Regions from separate parts of the Mus musculus genome. Here region 2 is linked to region 1. A link is a contact called in public HiChIP or PLAC-seq data. All regions are on one chromosome and are shown on one strand. The core of a region is the stretch at or near the end of the contact, and the rest is flanking DNA. Distances in the headings are between cores, read along the strand shown. Region 1 holds the start of 1110038B12Rik (RIKEN cDNA 1110038B12 gene). Region 2 holds the start of Lta (lymphotoxin A).

Evidence for each region. HiChIP or PLAC-seq counts read pairs in DNA pulled down with a chosen protein or histone mark.
Region 2: an H3K4me3 HiChIP or PLAC-seq map of the SCID.adh cell line shows a contact between it and region 1, with 10 read pairs. The contact joins the promoter of Lta here to the promoter of 1110038B12Rik in region 1. A contact is called at or near these places in 1 of 39 promoter capture datasets (cranial neural crest), 6 of 115 datasets of contacts at active chromatin or transcription factors (the 230-238 cell line, the SCID.adh cell line, embryonic stem cells and 2 more) and 2 of 9 other capture datasets (liver and pancreatic islet).

Annotation. Positions count from the first base shown.
Region 1 is chr17:34,950,324-34,954,838 of GRCm38.p6, forward strand. 1110038B12Rik (RIKEN cDNA 1110038B12 gene) reads right to left here and starts at 2,148. Exons shown (of 4, transcript NR_015536.1): 1 at 2,029-2,148; 2 at 1,813-1,850; 3 at 1,562-1,602; 4 at 1-152. LOC115488834 (a small nucleolar RNA gene) reads right to left here and starts at 1,752; the gene lies at 1,690-1,752. It overlaps Snord52 (small nucleolar RNA, C/D box 52), which reads right to left and starts at 685; the gene lies at 627-685. It also overlaps the pseudogene Gm8696.
Region 2 is chr17:35,202,670-35,207,175 of GRCm38.p6, forward strand. Lta (lymphotoxin A) reads right to left here and starts at 2,682. Exons shown (of 4, transcript NM_010735.2): 1 at 2,490-2,682; 2 at 1,889-1,993; 3 at 1,706-1,805; 4 at 496-1,480. The coding sequence starts at 1,984. The coding sequence ends at 1,068. It overlaps Mir6974 (microRNA 6974), which reads right to left and starts at 1,888; the gene lies at 1,806-1,888.

The DNA of each region.
Region 1 (4,515 bases), core at 898-3,397:
ATTTCATTTGTCTAATACTCATGTTCAAGGGAGGCCCTGGTTCAGTCTGGGCGCAGGGCTCGCAGATTACACCTTACAGCCTCTCATGTTCAGATAACTGGCAACAAAGCAATAAAAAGCCGTCCAACTTGTCAGTGCGTAGCAGCAAAGCCCTGAAAATTCAGAAGAACATTTTCAGCAGGGGAACAGCAAACACAAAGCTGATTTATGTGTTTCTAAAACCAGGATATTCCAACAAGGTCAGCTTTACAATCTGCACAGCGGGTTCATTGTGCTAACTTTACAGGCCCTAGTGACATCATACAAAGCCTTCAACAACCCCTCCACCCCGCCTTTACTGCTTTATTACCCTGAAAAGTGAGCTAACCACCCACCTTCATGTGGGCAGGACAAAGGGCTGGCTCTCATTAGATGATTAGCTCATTCAGGTCACATCTAGGTCACTTCCACCTTTGTCTGGATTCCAAGGTTAGCCCTCATCTAGGTGAGGGGATGGGGCCCCTGTGAAGTCCTCAGAGCTCACCCTGGAGAGTTAAGATGGGCACAATGAGAAACAGGAGAGCAGGGTATGTTCCTCACCAGAGCCAGTGTTGGCACACTGGGCTCAATCTCAAGAGGTTCCCCAAATGAGTCAGATTTATAGCTGACATCAAGGACAGCGTCAGAGACTCTAGTCTGTGAAATCATCACTCTCAATTGAGGGAGACCAGAACCTAGGGTACCACCCAGGGAATGTCAATCCGATAGACACAGGATGCGGTAGCCAGTGTGTGTAGTTAGGCTTCGGACTGTTGCAGAGCTATATAAAGCCAAAACTCCTGGGGACTGAAATTTAACTGCTAAAACCTTTAACGAAAAAAGGTGGCATGGGCCGGAGAGATGGCTCATAACCATGTGTAATGGGATCTGACGCCCTCTTCTGGTGTGTCTGAAGACAGCAATAGTGTACTCACAAACATCTAAATCTTAAAAAAAAAAAAAAAAAGGTGGTTGGAGCCAGGACTAAGGCCATCCTGAATTGAGAGCCCGTCTAAATACCCAAAAGCATAGTCTAAAACAGTGGCTCTCAACCTGTGTCACCAAGGAACCCTTACATAGGGGTCCCAGACAGGACAGCCTGTGTTATCACAATAGCAAACTTTAGTTATGAAGATACAAGGAAAATAAAACCGATGGTTAGGAACATCACAGCCCGAGGAACTGCATTAAAGGCCCTCAGGAAGGCTGAGACCCACTGCCGTGGACTAGCATACAGAACTTAAAGGCACAAGAAATAATCAAGGCAGCTCCTGGATCCACCATAGATTTAGAGTTAGGGAGATTAGTTAAGATCTAAAAACAAAAAGATGGCTGGGTGGTAGCTTGCTTGGAGACTGGCTAATGCAGGCAGGATATTAAGAACAAAACAAGGGCCAGTCGGTGGTGCTGTATGCATTTAATTCCAGAGAGTAGAGGCAGGCGGATCTGAGATCAGGGCTACATGGAGAAACCCTGTCTCGAATCCACCCCTTCCAAAAAGTCAAGCCAAGAGACAAGCATGCCAGTGAAACCTAAGACTAACCTTTCTTCAGGTGTAGGCAGCTGGCGTGTGTCCTCAAATCCCTACCAGAAAGCAAGACACAGAGGTAAATTACTCAGAACTCTAGGCCACTCAAAACCCACGCCACTGCCGATTTTGGACCCGGGGACGGTCAGCGCGCTGCGGTGATGGCGTCAGCGAGACACTCAGAATCACCAGAAATCATCATTACTGTCCTCTCCCCGAAACCAGCCCCTCCTCACACCGCCTACCTCTCGCCAGCATGCGCTTACCATTGTGCTACTGGGTACGGCTGGCGTGGGCCAGGAACCTGGAAGAGATCATTGAATGAGCACAGGTCGTAGAGACCCCGGCCTGCAGCCCCCACCCCGGCCTGGGTCAGTTACAAGGAGTGGCGTCACGTGGACATCAGAAACTCTAGTCTGTAAATGTGGGTCATCATACCCGGCCCCACACCGCAGAGCCCTCCCCACAGGACCCCAGGATACCTGCGGCACGAGGCGGACCCATGCCTTGCTCTCCGGAGTCCTCAGACCCTGCCCAGACCGGTGGAGAACAAAGAAGGGTGAAAACACGGCAAACCGTGTGGGCGGGTGCACAAAGAGACCCGTGTGCCGCCCGCCTCGGCCATTTATACCCACGCCTGGCCCGGGGGTCCTGACGGACATAGTCGTCTTCTCATATGCCTGACTTGATCGCGCTGACAAATGCGAAGGGAACAAAGAGGAATCATGTTTCTTACTGTCCTAAGTAGAGAATCATGTATATGACGACAATTTGATAAACTACCAATCCAAAGGAAAGAAAAAAAAAAAAGAAAGAAAGAAACAGGCAGCCTAATCGGCCAAGATTGGGTAAAGACCCTGGAGCTCCTACAGGATAGGTCAGCTCTTTGGTCTCCTTTAGGCTTATGGCTTTGCGGATTCTGTACTCATGTTTGGATCCAGTCTACCCAGGAGGACTCATATTGCCTACACCTAGCAGAAAAATCTGAATTTGCACCTCAGCTTCTGCTCTCCGTTAAAAAGAAAAAAAAAAGAAAAAAAAAAGATTACTGAGTGCTCTGCTGCATGTACACGTGCGTGCCAGAAGAGGGCATCAGATTCCCTTATACATGGTCACGAGCATTTGGTTGCTGGGAATTGAACTCAGGACTTCAGGAAAAGCAACCAGTGCTCTTAACTGGTGAGCCATCTCACCAGCCCCAACATTTTTATTTAAAGGGGGATAAAAGCCACACACACACAAACACACATCTGGCTCATAGTCTAAGATGGGTTCCAACCATGCCTACAATTACAGGCGTGACACACTACTATGTTGAGAGAGAGAGAGAGAGAGAGAGAGAGAGAGGGGGGGGGGGTCGGTTTCAAGACCGGGTTTCTCTGTGTAACCCTGACTGTCCTGGAACTTGCTCTGTAGACTAGGCTGGCCTCGAACTCACAGATATCTACTTGCCTCTGCCCTGAGTGCTGGGATTAAAGGCATACAACACCACTGGCCAGCTTTTAAGAAATATTTTTAGATTGATTGTATTTGTGTCTATGTGTGTTAGAGGAAGTTGTAAGCCACCTGGTGATAGGTGCTGGGAACTGAAGCCAGGTCCTTAGAAAGATCAGTAAGTGCTCCTGACCACTGAGCCACTGCTCCAGCCCCTTTGTCTTTTTTTTTTTTTTTGAGACAGCAATTCTGTACCATGACGGTCAACATTCCTACTTCCTTTTCCTAAATGCTGAAATTACATGTGCAAGGCACTATACGCTTCTCTATCTTCATTTTAAAATACATTTTAGCCAGAAGCAGTGGTGCACAACTTTAATCCTAGCACTTGAGAGGCAGGGGCAGGTAGATCTCTTTGAGTTCAAGGCCAGCCTGGGCTACGCAGTGATGAGATAGTGCCTCAGAACATAACTAAAATTTAAAATCTAAGAATCCTATAGTAGCCGGGCAGTGGTGGCACATGCCTTTAATCCCAGTACTTGGGAGGCAGAGGCAGGCAGATTTCTGAGTTCAAGGCCAGCCTGGTCTACAGAGTTAGTTCCAGGACAGCCAGGGCTACACAGAGAAACCCTGTCTCAAAAAACAAAACAAAACAAAAAACAAACAAAAACAAAAACAAATAAAAGAATCCTATAGTAATTATGTGTTCGATAAGTCTCTCAGTTCCTAGGCCCAAGTTCCACCTGGGAGGGTTATAGGAAGAGACTCTTCAGTTCCAAACTGAGTGCACGTTAGCCAGAAATGACCTCTAACAGTGTAAAATGGCTTACGAATTAACTGCTTCTCTAATGAGCATAATTGCCTTGGCCTCTATTAAACTATTACTGAAGACTTCTTTTTTTTTTTTTTAAACGCAGATGTAGTACAATATAATAGTAACTGGTTGAAAGTAGTACATGCTAACAGACAATATGATACACAAACAGGGTGGCAGTAGACAGGAAAGGGCAGAGGCCACGGCCTACACCAAGAGCCTTTCAATAGACTGCTGAATGGACTGGATCTGCTGCTTTAGTTGAGAGCCTTCTTTGATGGTAACAGAACAGGCGATGACTGGCCTGGAGATGCCACACGCCCCGTCCTAAAGCCTGCTTGGAGCGCACAAATACATAGGGGACATTCTTGTCTTCTCACAGCAGAGGGAGGTGCAGGATGATCCCCAAGGGCTCAGCGTCTGCTGCCATCACAGTGAACTCAGAGATGCCTCTGTTGGGGGTTTTGGTGGCTTCATTGGCTCCTTTCCGAAGCTGCTTGTAGTTACATGACTGTTGAACAAGGCCCAGCAGCTTCTTGGTGAGGTGGGCATCTGCGAGGGGATAGGCCTTCGGAGTCACATCAGTCTCTGTCATGGCTGCGGTGTGCCGGCCTCGCCGCGACTCGACGACAGCCCACCTCAAGAGGGACTGAAAAACTACTGAAGACATCTTTACCCTAGGGTGGCCTTAAAGTTTCTGTTTGGACATGTTAGAATTGCA
Region 2 (4,506 bases), core at 1,432-3,931, 250 kb after region 1:
CCTCACAAGCCTTCTCCTTTCACTCTGATCATGAGCTCAGGCTGCTGCTTTGGGTCCCTGCTCCCAAGTGAGTTTTCCACGGAGCCTCTGCCATATCTTGACTGCGGTACATCAACTCAGACATTTAGGTCCCACAGCCCTGCTTCCAGGATTTCTCCCAATCCGTATGACTCCCCGGTCTTCCAAGGATTCCCCTCCCCCACCCTCCCACTCCTAAACACTCTCCCACCCTCCAGTGGAGTCACTTCTCCCCAGAACCCTCATCTCTCTCCACCCTTGGATGGATCTCCCTAGCTCATCCTTTGGGTCTCCTCCGGCAGTTAAGCTGCCTCACTCCCGTGAATCCACCATGTCTCTGGGAGCTGCCTGCTCCTCATGTCTCTTTGCTCTGCCCGGATCCCATGGACCAACTGAGGCCTCTGTCCCCTGCTCCACTCCTTAAAGAGACCAGGAAGTTTCTCCCCCAACGCAAGACAGACACAAGCAGACAGAATCTCAGAGAAAAGAGGTTTATTGGGTTTCACAGATGGTGCAGGGGGTCCCTGTGGATGTCTAGCCAAGCAGTGGCTGGCTTTTAGAGCTTCGTGCTTTCTTCTAGAACCCCTTGGTCACCCACATCTAATTCTCTCGCCATCTCTCTCTTAGATGGGTCCTGTCTGAGGTGAGACACCTTTGTGTCTGGGACCTAGTTGTCATCTGACGGCTTTCTATTTTTCCCCTCTTTCTATTCTCTATAAATAAATAACTTAACTTTTCTCTCCATAAATAGTCAACCTTCCCCTGTTCCCAGCCACCTCTCCCATGTCTGTCCCTCCTTCATGTCCAGGTCTCTGTCCGACCTAGACCCACAAAAACCCTGCTCTGTGCAGGAACTTCTAGGTAGGCTTGAGTCGTCCCCTGAGCATCTGGAGTGGCCCTGGGGAAGATGTAGTCCCCTGAAGTGTCTCAGACTCCCGTGAGAGCTCCAGGTTATTTTAGTGGGGAAGGCTGGAGACTGTGGGGATGTGACCCTTGAAACAACGGTCAGGATGGAGGCCTGGAATCCAATTCTTGGGTTTCTTTAGAATCTACAGTGCAAAGGCTCCAAAGAATACACTGCTGGGGCTGAAGTGTAGATGGGAGATGCCGTCGGTGTGGGTGGACAGCTGGTCTCCCTTACTGAGCAGGAACACAGCCCCCTGGTACATTGAGCGCACCCACGGTCCTTGAAGTCCCGGATACACAGACTTCTGCGCACTGAGGAGAGGCACATGGAAGGGGTATTGGGAGGAAAAGAGCTGGACCTCGTGTGCCAGGTAGATGGGAGTGGGAATGGCCCTGGGGGAGCAGCTTTCTCCAGAGAAAACCACCTGGGAGTAGACAAAGTAGAGGCCACTGGTGGGGATCAGGAGGGAGTTGTTGCTCAAAGAGAAGCCATGTCGGAGAAAGGCACGATCCGTGCTTGCTCTCCAGAGCAGTGAGTTCTGCTTGCTGGGGTACCCTGGGAAGAGGCACAAGACATTGGGGGGCTATCAAGATCAGAGGTCCCCATCCCTGAGGGAGCAGGCACTGGACAAGTGGGATGGTTGGTAGGGAGATGGGAGTGGGGTGCCTGCCCTTAGGGGTAAGAAAAGTTGGTGTGGGGAGATGGGAAGATCGCCTGAGCCCCTGGGCAAGTAGGACAAAAGGCAGGGACTGGACCTCTCCTCTGGAGGCAGAAGTTTACCAACAAGGTGAGCAGCAGGTTTCAGGATGCCATGGGTCAAGTGCTTCTGAGGGAGTGGATGGGCTGTCCTGGCAGCGGAGAAGCGGACACCAGAGAGTCCCTGGGACAGAAGAGAGTGGAGAGGACTCTAGGACTCTGAGTTAGCTAGGCCACCCCAGCACCCCCAATCTCTTGCTGCCTCACCTGGGCCCCTAGAGGCAGGGCCAGCAGCAGCCCCAGGAGGAAGACAGGAGGGGTGCCAAGCACCCTCAAGAGGTGGAGACGGCCGAGCAGTGTCATGTGGAGAACCTGCTGAGAGAGAGAGAGAGAGTGTGTGTGTGTAGCGGAGGCGGGGCACACAGCGGAAGACAGACCTTACCTCCCAGCTGAGACAGCCACCCTGAGAGACAGGGCGACAGACAGAAAAGGGGACAGGCAGGGGAACCCTGAAGTGAGCAGGGATAAGGAGAGACAGAGGGGAAGAGGAAAGCTCCACCATAGAATCAGACAATGGCTAACAGAGGCAGAGAGAGAGAAAGAGAGAGAGAGAGAGAGAGAGAGAGGGAGAGAGAGAGAGAGAGAGAGAGAGAGAGAGAGAGAGAGAGAGAGAGAGAGAGAGAGAGACTGATAAGGCCGCCACAGGAACAGACCAAAAATCAAAGCCACGACAGGAGGACCAGACCCATTAAGGCTGGGGATCCAGGCAGGTTGTATAGAAAAGGCTGTGGCTCAAGAAAGGAGGTAGGATCCTGAGGGATGCCTGATACCAGGGTAAGCCCAAGGAGACAGGGTAGGAGAGGCTCACCTGCTGTGCGGGGTCCTGGGCGCTGGCGCTCGGGTCCCTTTATAGAGGAAGCGGCAGTGTGGCAGGCAGCGGGCGGGTTCTAGGTCGGGGCTGGGGCTTGGGGAAGCCCCCAGGGCTTAGAAGATGCTGCTGTTTCAGTCGAAGGCAGGAAAGGCTGGGGCCTAGGAGAGAACCGCAGGCTAAGGGCTTAGACTACTGCGTTCTGGGAAAGGGAGTCGGGTCCGGGGAACTGTGGGCCGCAGGGACTAGCAGGGAGCTGGGTCAGGCCCAGGAGTTCCAGTGAACGGCCGAGCAATTCGTGGAGAGGGTGCAGCTGGGCTGTGACTGGAAGCCTGGTTCCCTGAAGAGTGATGGTTTATATCACTTCTGCACCCTTGACTGCTCACAGGCTTCTCTGCACATTTCCCTCTCTGTCGATCATGGTCATGTCTGGAGGGCTCCGAAGCCACATGTGGTTAGCGGCACCTTTGTTTTTTCAGGTTCGAACCCAGGGCTCTGGATGCTTGACATGCCTGCCGCCCCTTCAGGCCTATTTCCTCTCTTGTCTTTGGGGGTTCAAGTCACAGTTATTCCAATATATCTGTATTTTCTGGTCATCTGCCAGTTTTTTTTTTTTTTTTTTTTTTTTTTTGCTTTTTTCGAGACAGGGTTTCTCTGTGTAGCCCTGGCTGTCCTGAAACTCACTCTGTAGACCAGGCTGGCCTAGAACTCAGAAATCCGCCTGCCTCTGCCTCCCAAGTGCTGGGATTAAAGGTGTGTGCCACCACTGCCCAGCTTTTTTTTTTTTTTCTGCCAGTTTCATCTGCCAGTTTCATGTCAAGAAGTTCCATTACAGTGCCCTCTCCCCAAATCTGGGGCATCCTGGTGTGTAACAATCTTAACTGTGTCCCCTTACTCTCTGGAGCGGCAGTTCTCAACCTGTGGGCAAGGTCCCTTTGGCAAACCTCTATTTAAAACAAATATTTACATTATGATTCATAATAGCAGCGAAATTACAGTTATGAAATAGCAACGAAAATAATTGTATGGTTGGGGTCACCACAACATGAGGAACTGTATTAAAGGGTCATGGAGTTAGGAAGGTTGAGAACCCTGTCCTAGAATGTTCCAGGTCTGGAAGATGATTTGGGGGTATTCTCTTAGAACCCCAAGATCATGTAACCCCAAATGTACACCCCAGGCTTCCAATGCTCTGTACAGAGGGAGCTTCAGAATTCTACACAGGTGAAGGCAGTTTTTTGTTTGTTTGTTTGTTTGTTTTTCGAGACAGGGTTTCTCTGTATAGCCCTGGCTGTCCTGGAACTCACTTTGTAGACCAGGCTGGCCCCAAACTCAGAAATCCGTCTGCCTCTGCCTCCCAAGTGCTGGGATTAAAGGTGTGTGCTACCACTGCCCAACAAAGGACATCTGAGCAGTGCTTCTCTATTGGAAGGCCTGGGACACAGCTCAGGTAGCTGCTTGCAGGCATGTGTGAGCCCCTGAGTCCATCCCCACATTCCCAGCAGTCACATTGATGATTTCTGTCTTAAGACAAAATTTTAAAATATTGTTTTGAGGATTGGAGAAATGGCTTAGGGTTCTGAGCACTAGATGTTCTTCCAGAGGACCAGTGTTAATTCCCAGCATCTGCATGTTGGCTTATTACATCTGTCCTTGCAGTTTGTGGGGATGTGACATCCTCTTCTGGCCTTTGCAGGCACTATACTCAAATGGTGCTGAGACATACATGCAGGCAAAAATCCTATACACACAGCAGAACATTTAAAAACATATCTATTTATGTGAGTACATACAAGTGCCACAGGCCACATGTGGAGGTCAGAGTACAGCTCTTTTTTTTCTTAATATATAATTCATTTTTATTTCATGTAAATTGGTGTTTTGCCTGCTTGTATGCCTGTATGAGGATGTCAGCTCTCCTGGAACAGGAGTTATAGACAGTTGTAAGCTGCTGTATGGGTTCTGGGAACTGAACTCAGGCCATTAGGTAAAGCCAGTAAGCACCTTTGCCCACTGA